Linked DNA regions of Mus musculus: region 2 is linked to region 1. The links are chromatin contacts, called in public Hi-C maps. All regions are on one chromosome and are shown on one strand. Each heading gives the region's core, a stretch centred on a gene start, on an enhancer-like site or on the middle of the called end of the contact. The rest is flanking DNA. Distances are from core to core; before and after follow the strand shown.

Region 1 (5,472 bases), core at 2,798-5,297:
AAGTCTGGTTATAGGTCTAAGACCATTGGAGGGACCTGAGAGACACTTGCGTATCTTGCCTGGAGTCTCCTTCAGGGAAGACTGCTGAAAGTTTAGCAGACAAGGAAGGATTAATTTCCTCAGGAGGTGGGAGTTGGGATACACCCTGAGCTAAGGGCGGAGGGACTACTTCCTTATGTGATTAAACCCTCCAGAATCTGAGGGGTTCAAGGTCTGCAGCTCAGTAGAGTCCCCCCAACATCTCCATTCCAACTTGCAGGATCTAAACTTATCAATCCAAGGTTGGGAGAGTTTTGTTGGAATTTAGCTAACCTAACAATGGGGGATTCTATCCGATTTTCTGCAACTTGTGCCCTATGGCTGCTGAAGAGAAGATTCTCCTCCAGGGCACACGTAGAACCTGTAGACTGCTGATGCTCATCTGGAGCCAGGAAATCATTTCATCCTTTGCCTTTGACACTGTATCTTGAGGTACTAGAAGCTAATTAAGTTTATCTATAAATTCATTCTTTTTCTGTTGTCAATTTATCCAGAAACGCTAGATACAACCAGCAGTATTATTTTACTTATTTTCCCCAAAATTGTCCAAAGTTTTAAATTCTTTACTCCATGCAGCAAGCCTTTCAAATATTTCTAGCCATGGGCTTTCAACATGCTCCGATACTACCAGGGAGTCTTCAGAAGCTGTAGGTGTTGGCAAGCTGGAAGCCTATTCCAGAATTTTCTTTTAAAGTCATGCTTATACTTCTTTTGCTATAGAACAGTGGTTCTCTAGAGAACTTGTGGATTATGACCTCTTTGGGAGGGGGGAGTCGAACAACCCTGTCACAGAGGTCGCTTAAGACCTCTGGAAAACACAGATATTTACATTATGGATGGCTTACAGGCTGGGAGCCAGCTAATCCAACAATGGCTGTCTCCCAACAAAAACTCCAAGAATCCAGTAGTTAGTTGTTCAGTCCACAAGGCTGGACGTGTCAGCTGCTCTTCATGCCAGAATCCCGAAGAAGTAGGCTCTACTACCAGTGACTCTGAGAGTAAGGGCAAGGAGGCAAAGAGTGAGCATGTCCCTCTTCCATGTCCTTTCTTTAGGCTGTCACTATGCAGCTCAGATTAAAGCCTAATCAGCTTCCTGCCTCAGATGACTTAATTAAGAAAAAATTCCTCTCCTTCATGGGTGTACCCAGCCACTTTGGTTTTGGTCTATTCCGGATGTGGTCAAGTTGACAACCAAGAGTGGCCACCACAAGCTCATCACAAGCACAAGTCTCTGAAATGGCCTCCATCTTCCCATGTAAGACCTTAAGTTCTGTGAGTAAAGGAAGGTCCATTTAAAATTCTTTCTAGATAACAATTGCTTTGCTTAAATTTCCTCCTGGAAACTTTGCAACCCCATTCTGAAATATTACAACCCTACGATTGTCTTTCCTGCTGGTCAACACCATGGGACGTAGTTGTCCCTCAGCGTCTTCAGGCTACTGGTTCTAGGACCACACATGAAAACCTAAATTCATCAATGCTCAGCTGTCTTTTAATAAAATGCTCCAGCATCTGTATATAACCAATATACACTCTTTCCATACAACACAGTGCTATATATAAAAATATCTGTGCATATTCAGTACAGAGTAAACTTTTTCCAAACATTTTCAATCTGCAAGCATTAAAGACAAGTTGTAGAAGTTGCAGGCAGGGAGAGCAGACTGAGTCAAGTTTGGAGATAGAGCATTTGGAGTGTATTTTCCGGATTCTGGATCCAGTGAACACTCGTTATTGCTGCTCGTGGCTCAGACTTAGACTGGAGGGTGCCATGGCTGTAGCTTCTTGTCTTTTCTCACTTAGATGTTTTTAGTTTTCTGGAACATAAACTACTATTTCCACGTGAAAACAATATTAGTTCCTGTGTCATACTTGCCCTCTGATATGGCTAGATTTCCCTAGTGTGTCATTAGGAGGAGACACTTACCCGTCCAGGTCTGCTGTTTCAATGTATGTCAGGCCGTACGGCTCACTGCTAGAGAGCAACAGCATGTCTGCCTGCAATCAGAAAGGTCGGAGAAGAGGGAGACAGGAGGCAGCTCTTAGCATTACAGTGTGATGGCATGCAGTCCCTCGGAAATGGCCGTTCACTCTAACAACTTTGCTGACTCTTGGTTTACGCTTATTATGGATGACCCAGGACTGTATGTGACCCAACCACACACTTCCCTCAAAATTGCTCCATTTCACCTTAAGCTACGATGAGAGAGAGACAGGAAAAGCTTCTTGCCTATGATCTCCAGAGCTGATGATCTCCAGAGGCAGCGGAAAGGTGCCCAAGAGAGGCGGAGGCAAAAATGCCATAGGGCTCCCTGATCCTAATACACGGAGAGGAGCGAGAAGCCACACCGGAGGAGGTACTCACGGTAACAGGATGGTTATTCTCCAGCTTAATTATGTCCCCCACTTGGACATTCCTCCACTTGATCTCCTCAACCCTGTAAGAAAATGGGCCTTGAATTTCTGCTGGGACAGTCTCTCCAAAGTTCTGTTCTGATAACTAAATAGAACAAAGCAGAAGAGACAGGACAGGCTGGAGGGAAGGGAGCCAAGATGCAGAGGTCAGAGTGCGCTGGCGCTTCATGCTCTGCACGGTCAAGAGCAAGCTCTGTCTCTCTGGACACATCACTTTCCCCAGCAGGTAGCTTTGTTTCTCAAAGGGAGCCACTATATTCTAAAAACTTTCCTAGAAAATATCAACTCATAGAATCCTCTACCCCATATATATTTCAAAGTTACACAGTAAGGTTAATAATCCCAGTACCTGGGAGGCAGAGGCGGAAAGATTTGTGTAAGGCCAGTTTGTTCTACATAGAGAGTTCCTGGCCAGGCAGGGTTACACAGTGAGACCCTGTCTCAAAGAAACGAAGTAGAATAGTAGATACCTTACTGTCTTCATATTTTATTTAATAACATATCTTAAAGGACATATATAGATGGGACTCATTCTTTCTGTAGACCAGGCTGGCCTTGAACTCAGAAATCCACCTGCCCCTGCCTCCCAAGTGCTGGGATTAAAGGCATGTGCCAACACCGCCCGGCGGGACTCATTCTTTTATTATATGGCTAAAATGTATTCTATCATCTGGCTTTACTAATTTTATTTGCTTCTTTTATTGGGTTACCTTTGACCCTTTAAAACCTCATTTCCTATAAAAGGAAGTCTGGTAGTATGATGGCAGTATGAGCAGATTCAACAATACCAGCTCTCTCTCTCTCTCTCTCTCTCTCTCTCTCTCTCTCTCTCTCTCTCTCTCTCTCTCCCTCTCTTTCTCTCTTTCTCTCTCTCTCCAACTTTCCAACAGTACTCCTAAGTCACTTCTTCTCTGTTAAAGGTCAGATATGTTTTTTGTGTACACATGCACACCAGGGCCTCAGACTAACTCCTAAATTCTCTCTGTGATAAATTCTTCTCCAAAAACTGTGTACAAAAACAAAAAATACAAGTACTTGAGTTATTTGAGGGAGTTCATCTGATTAAATTTATTTGGTCAGAAATTCCTCAGTTTGATAAGTTTCTAATATACTCAGTTTTGCCTTTTAAAACAATATTATCCCTTCCCCATTTTAATAGTAATTCACCTTTTTGGTCTTGAGAACTTCCAGCTATATAAAACACTGGAGGAAACAATTCACTCTGAGTAATGAGGGTTCAGATGCCAAGAGCCTGGATAACAGAATGGCCTGATCAGAGCTACAGAAGGCCAGTACCCTGCGAGCTGGCCACCAAGAGAAAGGCAGGCATGCATCCCTGGTGACTGTCAGGCTTGCGGTTTCTTTCCTCGTGCTCCTTTCATGAACTCTAACATCTGCAGTGCTTCCCTGACCCAGAGCTGGCACAGACATCACCTCCCCCATAATTCCTTCTGTCAGACATGGCTCTGTAACAGCTTGCCACGACCCTTAGAGTATTTTCCACATTTTGCCCTCTGTAGGAACATGTCTGCCCTGTTCCAGTCTTACCACCATGTAGCTCAGCCGTGGAGCCAGTGCAGACACTAAATTGGGCTGGTGAGTTGTGAGCTGACGCCTGGATGAAAGGCTATGGTAATGCAGCCAGTGAGCCTTGTCAGAACCCATTATGTTCTAAAGACAAACGTCCCGAGGCCAGTCACGGTGATAACGGTCACAGGCATATTAACTTCACGCTATAATTTATTAACTGCTTGGATATATTTTTCATTTTATTTTCTCAGGCATCTAAGACAGAGCTTATTATTTCCATTTTCTCGGAAAGAAGCCCAGAGGCATCTCAGTTAGTATGACACTTCAGGGTATACTAGAGACATCTACAGGCAAGTTCTTTGAGCTCTTTCCTAGCACACACCAGTGTTAAGGCCAAGGTGGAATGTTAAAGCCTAGGTAAATGTTAAGGCCTAGGTAACTGTTACCTGGCTAGCCTGCTATTATAAGCAAACTTTCTCATAGGTTTCTGCTGTTTCTAGGAAACGTTCTAATGCCAAGTTGATTACATATTCTGTTACGCTTTGTGCCCTTGGAAACCAATCATGATAGAGGTCAGTAGAACTGTTTTGCATAGTTACCCACAATACAAAACAGCTCTTCCTACATCTGTGTCTAAGCTTTTATGATATTTGCTTTTATAAGCTGCCCCTGGATGAACCCCAACATAAAAGATGTAAGAAACTATTTAAAGTAAGACTTTCATTTTGAGTAGTGGTCAAGTAAAGTTTAAGTTCTTAAGACCTCCCTGGGAACTGGCATCCTACTTGGCAGAAAGAGACATGTATGTGAGTAACTGACATGCTGGTTAGCAAGTTAAGACATGGATGCTAGACAAGTCCCATGTTGGTAGACAAGTTAAAACATGAATATTAGACAAGGCAAGTCCCCTGCCACAGTTCAGTACCCCAACCAATGGGAGCAGGCTAATGTACATCAAAGACACGTTCCTAAGGAAATCATCTATCCTTAAATCCTGATTGGTGGAATAACATGACACAGGTATTTGTAGACTTCAGGCTTAAAAAGGCCTATAGGACCTCAACTTGGGGTCATGGTTCAGATCCCAAATCTGGCCCATGGCTCTGGTTGTTCAGTCCTGGGTGTGTGTTCAATAAACTGTCCCTGTCTGGCTGAGATCGGTGTTTGTGTGGTCAATTAGGTGATTCCTGGACCCCAACATTGAGGTCCTGGGTTTGATCCCCAGCATCTCAAAGAGAAAGACCTCAATGAAGTAGAAACAAACTCATTTTAAGTTTATCATGAAGCCATTTCACTGTCCTGAATTACCTTTCTAAAGTCCCCACCGTATCAAGGTTTAGCAATGGTGGCCTCTTCACAGGCCGATTCCACCTAGCCTGGCTTTCCTAAGATAACATACCTGCCGTTCACCAGGATTGAAACAGAGCGGTTGTTGATCTGCTGGTCACTTCGGTGTCTTTTCTGAAATCACACGGCAAACATTCAGGA
Region 2 (5,163 bases), core at 2,300-4,799, 97 kb before region 1:
AAATGCACTGCTATTAGACACTGCGATTGTTACAGTGAACAGACTGGTTTATGAACTGTATTGAGAATAAAGCTATACCAGGCTAGCCAAGGCTACATAGAGAGATCTTGTCTCAAAAAACAAAAACAAAACCCACAAAAGATTATGGTTCTGGGAAGAGGAGTGAGACAGAAAGCCTGCTGTGGGGGGTGGGGGGAGGGCTGGAGTGGGGTGGGTGGGAGGGGGATAGAGAGGGTGGGCATTTGCAGAAATAAAGTAAGAACAAAATGGGGAATGGGGAACAATGGCTTAGTGACGTTTTGAGGAACAAGATCAATGGATGGGATTTTTTAGGATGCTTTGATATAAGAGAAAACAAGACAATTCCCCCTTACTTCCGCGTATCTCCTTTACAAAAATATTGGGTCTCATATATGTGTGCACGTGTGTAATACACCCCCCCACATACCTACAACACAGTGTGTGTAATACACACCCCCACATACCCACAAACAGACTACACGCTATGAAGGTAACAAGGGTGACAAGACTCTAAAATTCCAACAAGGATCCACTAATTGAAAAATATACAGTTAGGTGTGGTGCCTTTTGAAACCCTGCCCACCCCCAAAAATGTGTGCATGCGCACGTGGTGTGTGCATGTGTGCACTGTGTGTGTGTGTGTGTGTGATATATAAGCAACCCTATGCTACTAGCTGAGTGTGGTGAGGTCCTGTGGTCCCAGCTACTTAGAAGGCTGAGGCAGAAGAGTTTCCCCAACCCAGGATTCATAGCCAGATTGGGTGTACAGTGAGACTGTGGCTCAAAACAATGTCAATATGGTAATCTGAGCACTGACTTAAAGAGGAAATAGAAGATGAACTGTATATATATGATCTTTTTCTAAGTTATTTTTATTAATTTTTATGTTTATATGCATGGGAAATACAACAAAATATTCATAGTGCAGATCTCTGTTGAGCAATTCTGGATGATTTTCATTTTTTTTCTGTTTCATCTATAGATAATACATACCATGTACATAAATAATAGTTTTCTTTAAGTAGGGGGATTCTCTTTAAATACAATATTAGATTTCCCTCTAGGGTTCATAGATATATCCAGGCAAAACAGTCACATACATTTTTTTTTTTTATAAAGGGACCTGGAGACACAGCTCAGGGCCAGAGTTTTACAAATAAGTGAGCAAACAATAGAATTAATAATAAAAATTAGGAGCCCTAATTTTTGAACATTAAAAAAAAAAGGAATGAAATGGGAGCTAGGGAGGTGACCCCTATAACCCCAGCATCTGTAGGGTAGGGAGAAAGGTTAGGAGTTCAAGGCCAGTCTGAGCTACAGTCGGTTCAAACTAACCTGGGCTACTGAGTCTGACTCAAACAACACAAAGAGGAATGATGTAATAAGCCATTTGACTTTGCCTCAAACACTGCAGAAAACAAGCGAGAGTGCATCTAAGACTTCTTCCCTGGGAGTGAATGTAACACTGTGGCCATGGGTGAAGAGCACTCTGAGATGAATGAACTCAGTTCACACGTGTTGTTCCTAATTAAATGAAGAGAGGAGGAGGAAACTCCCATAAACGAAGACGAGCCTCCTACCTAAATCTAACTCTGTAGGTAGAGTAGTGGCTCAGCCAGCAGGAAGATGTGACATCTAGGTGCACAGATGCAGGGAATCTCCAATTCCATCTAAACATCCCCATATAGTCACAGGCATTTTCACTGCGTGGGCTTGCTTGCTTATATTTTTGAGACAGGGTCTCTCTGTATAGCCCTGGCTGACCTAGAACTGGCTCTGTAGCTGAGGCCGGCCTTGAACTCAGAGATCTGCCCGCCTCTGCCTCCTGAGTACTGAGATTAGAGGTGTGTGTGTCATCACACACGTTTAACACACGAGGAAACCAAGCTGCAGGTTATGGGTAGCTCACTCCCAATCACAGCTGAAATGGCTCCAAGCCTGGGCACGTCCCCTCTCGAGGGTGTCTACTACCACTCATTCTCAAGGGCTTGAGGCCAGTCCTCTCCCTCAAGTCCGGCCATCACCCTCACACAGCTGTTTCCTACTATTCCATGGTGCCCACTGCCGTGACCACTTATATAAGCTCTATCAACTAGTCTGAACCTGCGGCCCCTTTCGTCCCATGTTCTCACATTGGTCAATCCTGTTTCCTGCCCTTCAGGCCCCAGTTCTCAGGCTTCTGCCTCATCCTGGCCCATTCATGGTTCTCACGACACTTCCCCCTTGCTCCACTGTGCTGTTCACAGTTCTTGGCTTGCTGGGAACTAACCTACTCTCAGGACACTCCCGAAATGCCCAGTCACACATTGTAAAACTCCCGTCTAATCTCCAAGTTGACTACCGGGTGAATGGTGGAAACAGGGCTAAGGATCTGTCTGCCTACGGGCAAGACAACTCCAGAAGGCCGCTTCCTGTCTTTGTTCACCCAACAGCATCCCTCTGTTGGTCACAGTACCTAGTTGCTGCTTTTCTGGTTTCTTCAGAGCTAGCAGGGAGGGAGGCAAAGGCATTCATTGTTATACTTTAGTGATCTGACCTTGACCTGAGGTCCTTCGGAGAGCCTCTGTGGGGCTGACAGTCTTCTCTAGGGCAGGACGAAGGGAAGAGGGCGGTATGGTGGATCAGGGGGCATTGGTTTAGCTTGTGCTTTGGTCCCTTCCTGCTAGGAAGCTGCTCTGTAGAGCAGGGCTGAGTATAACATAAGAGGTCAGGTGCCTTCAGCATCCCTCTCTCCATACGCTGTAGGGCATTTGCATTCATTCTTACTGCAACCAATCCCAGAGCCTGGCAGCTTCTACAATGGATATGTCTGTGTGCATACAAGTATGCATGTGTGGGGAGGAAAAGCCACCCAACCTTCTGGATAAGAATGCATAGATTCCTGCATGGTTTTCAGCATAAACTTCCACGAGCTGTAGAAGGGTCTCCACCCATTCAGCCTTTGTGTCCAGATTTGAAAGCTGCAGCTACAGCAGCTTCATTAGAAATACCCAGATAGAAAGAAAGAAAGGAAGGAAGGAAGGAAGGAAGGAAGGAAGGAAGGAAGGAAGGAAGGAAGAGAAAAGGATCTTGTTTCTTGACCAAACAGCACAGATAGATAGCATCAGCCCAAGCCTCTTTCTTGCCCGGCCCATGCATGCATGCAGAGATGAGTTTGTCTCCGCTTGCTGTCACTCTCCCTTTCCGAAAGACAAAGCCACCCTTCAGAAGCCAGAGCCCAGATGCTGATGCTGATCCGGCCTCTGCCAGCAGTGACCTCCCACCCCCCACCCCAGAGCCATTCCTCTGCAAGGAGCCTCGAGCTGGACCTGGTGGCTCCCGTTCCTTTTGCACGCCCGTCGCGCCCTACCTCGACAATGGCAGCTGAATCACTGGTCCTCGAGATCGCACAAGGGGGACCGGGCTGATACCCTGAGATCTGATTTCTGTTAGTACAATGGCATCCCGAGCTAATGCAGGGAGGCTGCGCAATCTCAGCCTGTCTTCTTGCTGCTGCTGCTGCCACGGCGGCTGGGCTGCGGTGACGTTGCTACTAAGGGGAGGGATGGGGAGGGAAAGGAGCAGGCAAGCCCACAGTGCAGCCACTCAGTTCCAGGTCGGTCCCTTCGGCCTGTTAGTCTGGGGGAGGGGCGTAGAGAGAGAAGTCAGCCACAGGGGGCAGTAGGTGCTGGAAGACGGAGACTTTCCAGACAGCAGCATAAAAACCCAGGGAGAGCCGAGCCTAGCTTCTCCTGGGTCCTGAGTGTTGGAAGAAGTCTGGGCAGAGCCTGGGCGCTTCCTTCCTTCCTTCCTTCCCTTCTCAGGCCGCTCCTTTCCGACCTTGGCTAGAAGCACCCCCCCACACACACTCCTCCCACTCAGGCAGTGAATGACTGCGTGTTTCCCAGCTTTTTCTTTAGTTAGGTTTCCAGCTGGGTTAGGGTGGAGGGTCATCCTGGAAGGAGATTTTGGAAGCCCCACCCAGAGGCTACACTAAACAAAACAATATTCCCAGCGACAGATCAGCATTCCACCAGCTAAACAACACCGGCATTTTTCACAAGGCCCAATCTCAGTGCTGGGTTTCCAGGGTCCCTCTGCGTAGGCTTCTGAAGGAAGCCCCTGGGCCACAGGGGGCTTCTCTGAGCAGGTGGCTCTGATGCTCCAAGTCTGGGTGGCTGCAGGCCACCTCCCTAACCCAGGGTTCAGCTGGTCTCCCGGCTCTTCAGAGGGTCTAACAGTTTAAGCGGAGCTGAGCCTGTCACATCAGTTTTTGGTTCTTGCGGACTTGGGTTCGACCAGGGTTGTAAGGGAGTCGATTCCCTTTAACCAGGCAGAGAGTCTGGAAAGTTCCTTCTCCCACAGGAAGGCAGGCAAAGGAAAGGGACTGGGTTCTTAGAGCCTTCGCTTCAACTGTGGACCTTCTGAACTACCTGCCTCTTCCTCTCTCGAGTTCTGGGCCATTCTGTGAGGATAACCGCGCAGTAGCAGACCACACACGAGCCAGGTGTGTAAGTGGAATCTGTCGCTGCTCACTGATGCCACCCTCCAAAACAGCAGCTTTCAGGACAACCATGGCAGCACATGCCTCTAATCCCAGCACTTGGGAGGTAGAGGCAAGCAGATGTCTGTGAGTCGAAGGCCAGCCTGGTCTACATAGAGAACTCTAGGGTGGCCAGAACTACATAGAGAGACCCTGTCTCAAAAACTCCACAAAACAAAACAAAACCAACCAGCCAACCAGCCACCTTCCTGGTGAGCGCTGTGGTTCCCAATGAGTCATGCGCATTTATTTGGTTTTGCTCTGAACTGTTTCCTTTACTCCCCCAACTAAATTTCCAATTGAACTGAGGGCTTTATGTGTCCCAGGCAAGCTCTCCTCCCCTGAATATTTCTCCTCCATGGTTGGTTGAATCTGTGGGCCGTAGAACCCATGGTATGGTGGCTGACTATGCTATCTCCACTCTACCGGGAAGACTCTGGATTTCAGGTCTCAAGAAGCCTTGAGAGGCAGCGCTGGGGTTCCAGGTGCACGCCTTCACATTCATCTACTTCCGTTCTTGCATCTTCCCCGCGCTCCTGAGACCTGTGTGTTTCCTGACTTCATGCTGACCTGAGCTGAATTACAGAGGTCTAACCTTGACTCGCTTGAGGATCAACAGC

The links. Hi-C and Micro-C count contacts between places; a contact is called where the count stands out from the background.
Region 2: a contact with region 1 is called in a Hi-C map of uterus, with 2.2 times the contacts expected there. The contact joins the promoter of Rusc2 here to the enhancer-like site in region 1. A contact is called at or near these places in 8 of 39 promoter capture datasets (the SN4741 cell line, cranial neural crest, embryonic stem cells and 3 more), 2 of 484 Hi-C or Micro-C datasets (cumulus cells and uterus), 4 of 115 datasets of contacts at active chromatin or transcription factors (differentiating embryonic stem cells, embryonic stem cells, heart atrium and 1 more) and 4 of 9 other capture datasets (adipose tissue, embryonic stem cells, liver and 1 more).

Annotation. Positions count from the first base shown.
Region 1 is chr4:43,308,461-43,313,932 of GRCm38.p6, reverse strand. Atp8b5 (ATPase, class I, type 8B, member 5) reads right to left here. Exons shown (of 29, transcript NM_177195.3): 7 at 5,384-5,445; 8 at 2,405-2,477; 9 at 1,967-2,037. Among named protein-coding and RNA genes, the nearest start is that of Gm46851, 29 kb to the left of the region's middle. Within about 2 kb of position 4,047, at least 18 of the 459 cell types and tissues checked have an H3K27ac peak or open chromatin away from gene starts, as enhancers often do. A contact at or near this core is called in pancreatic islet and uterus, where this site is marked.
Region 2 is chr4:43,404,888-43,410,050 of GRCm38.p6, reverse strand. Rusc2 (RUN and SH3 domain containing 2) reads right to left here and starts at 3,549. Exons shown (of 12, transcript NM_199057.3): 1 at 3,371-3,549.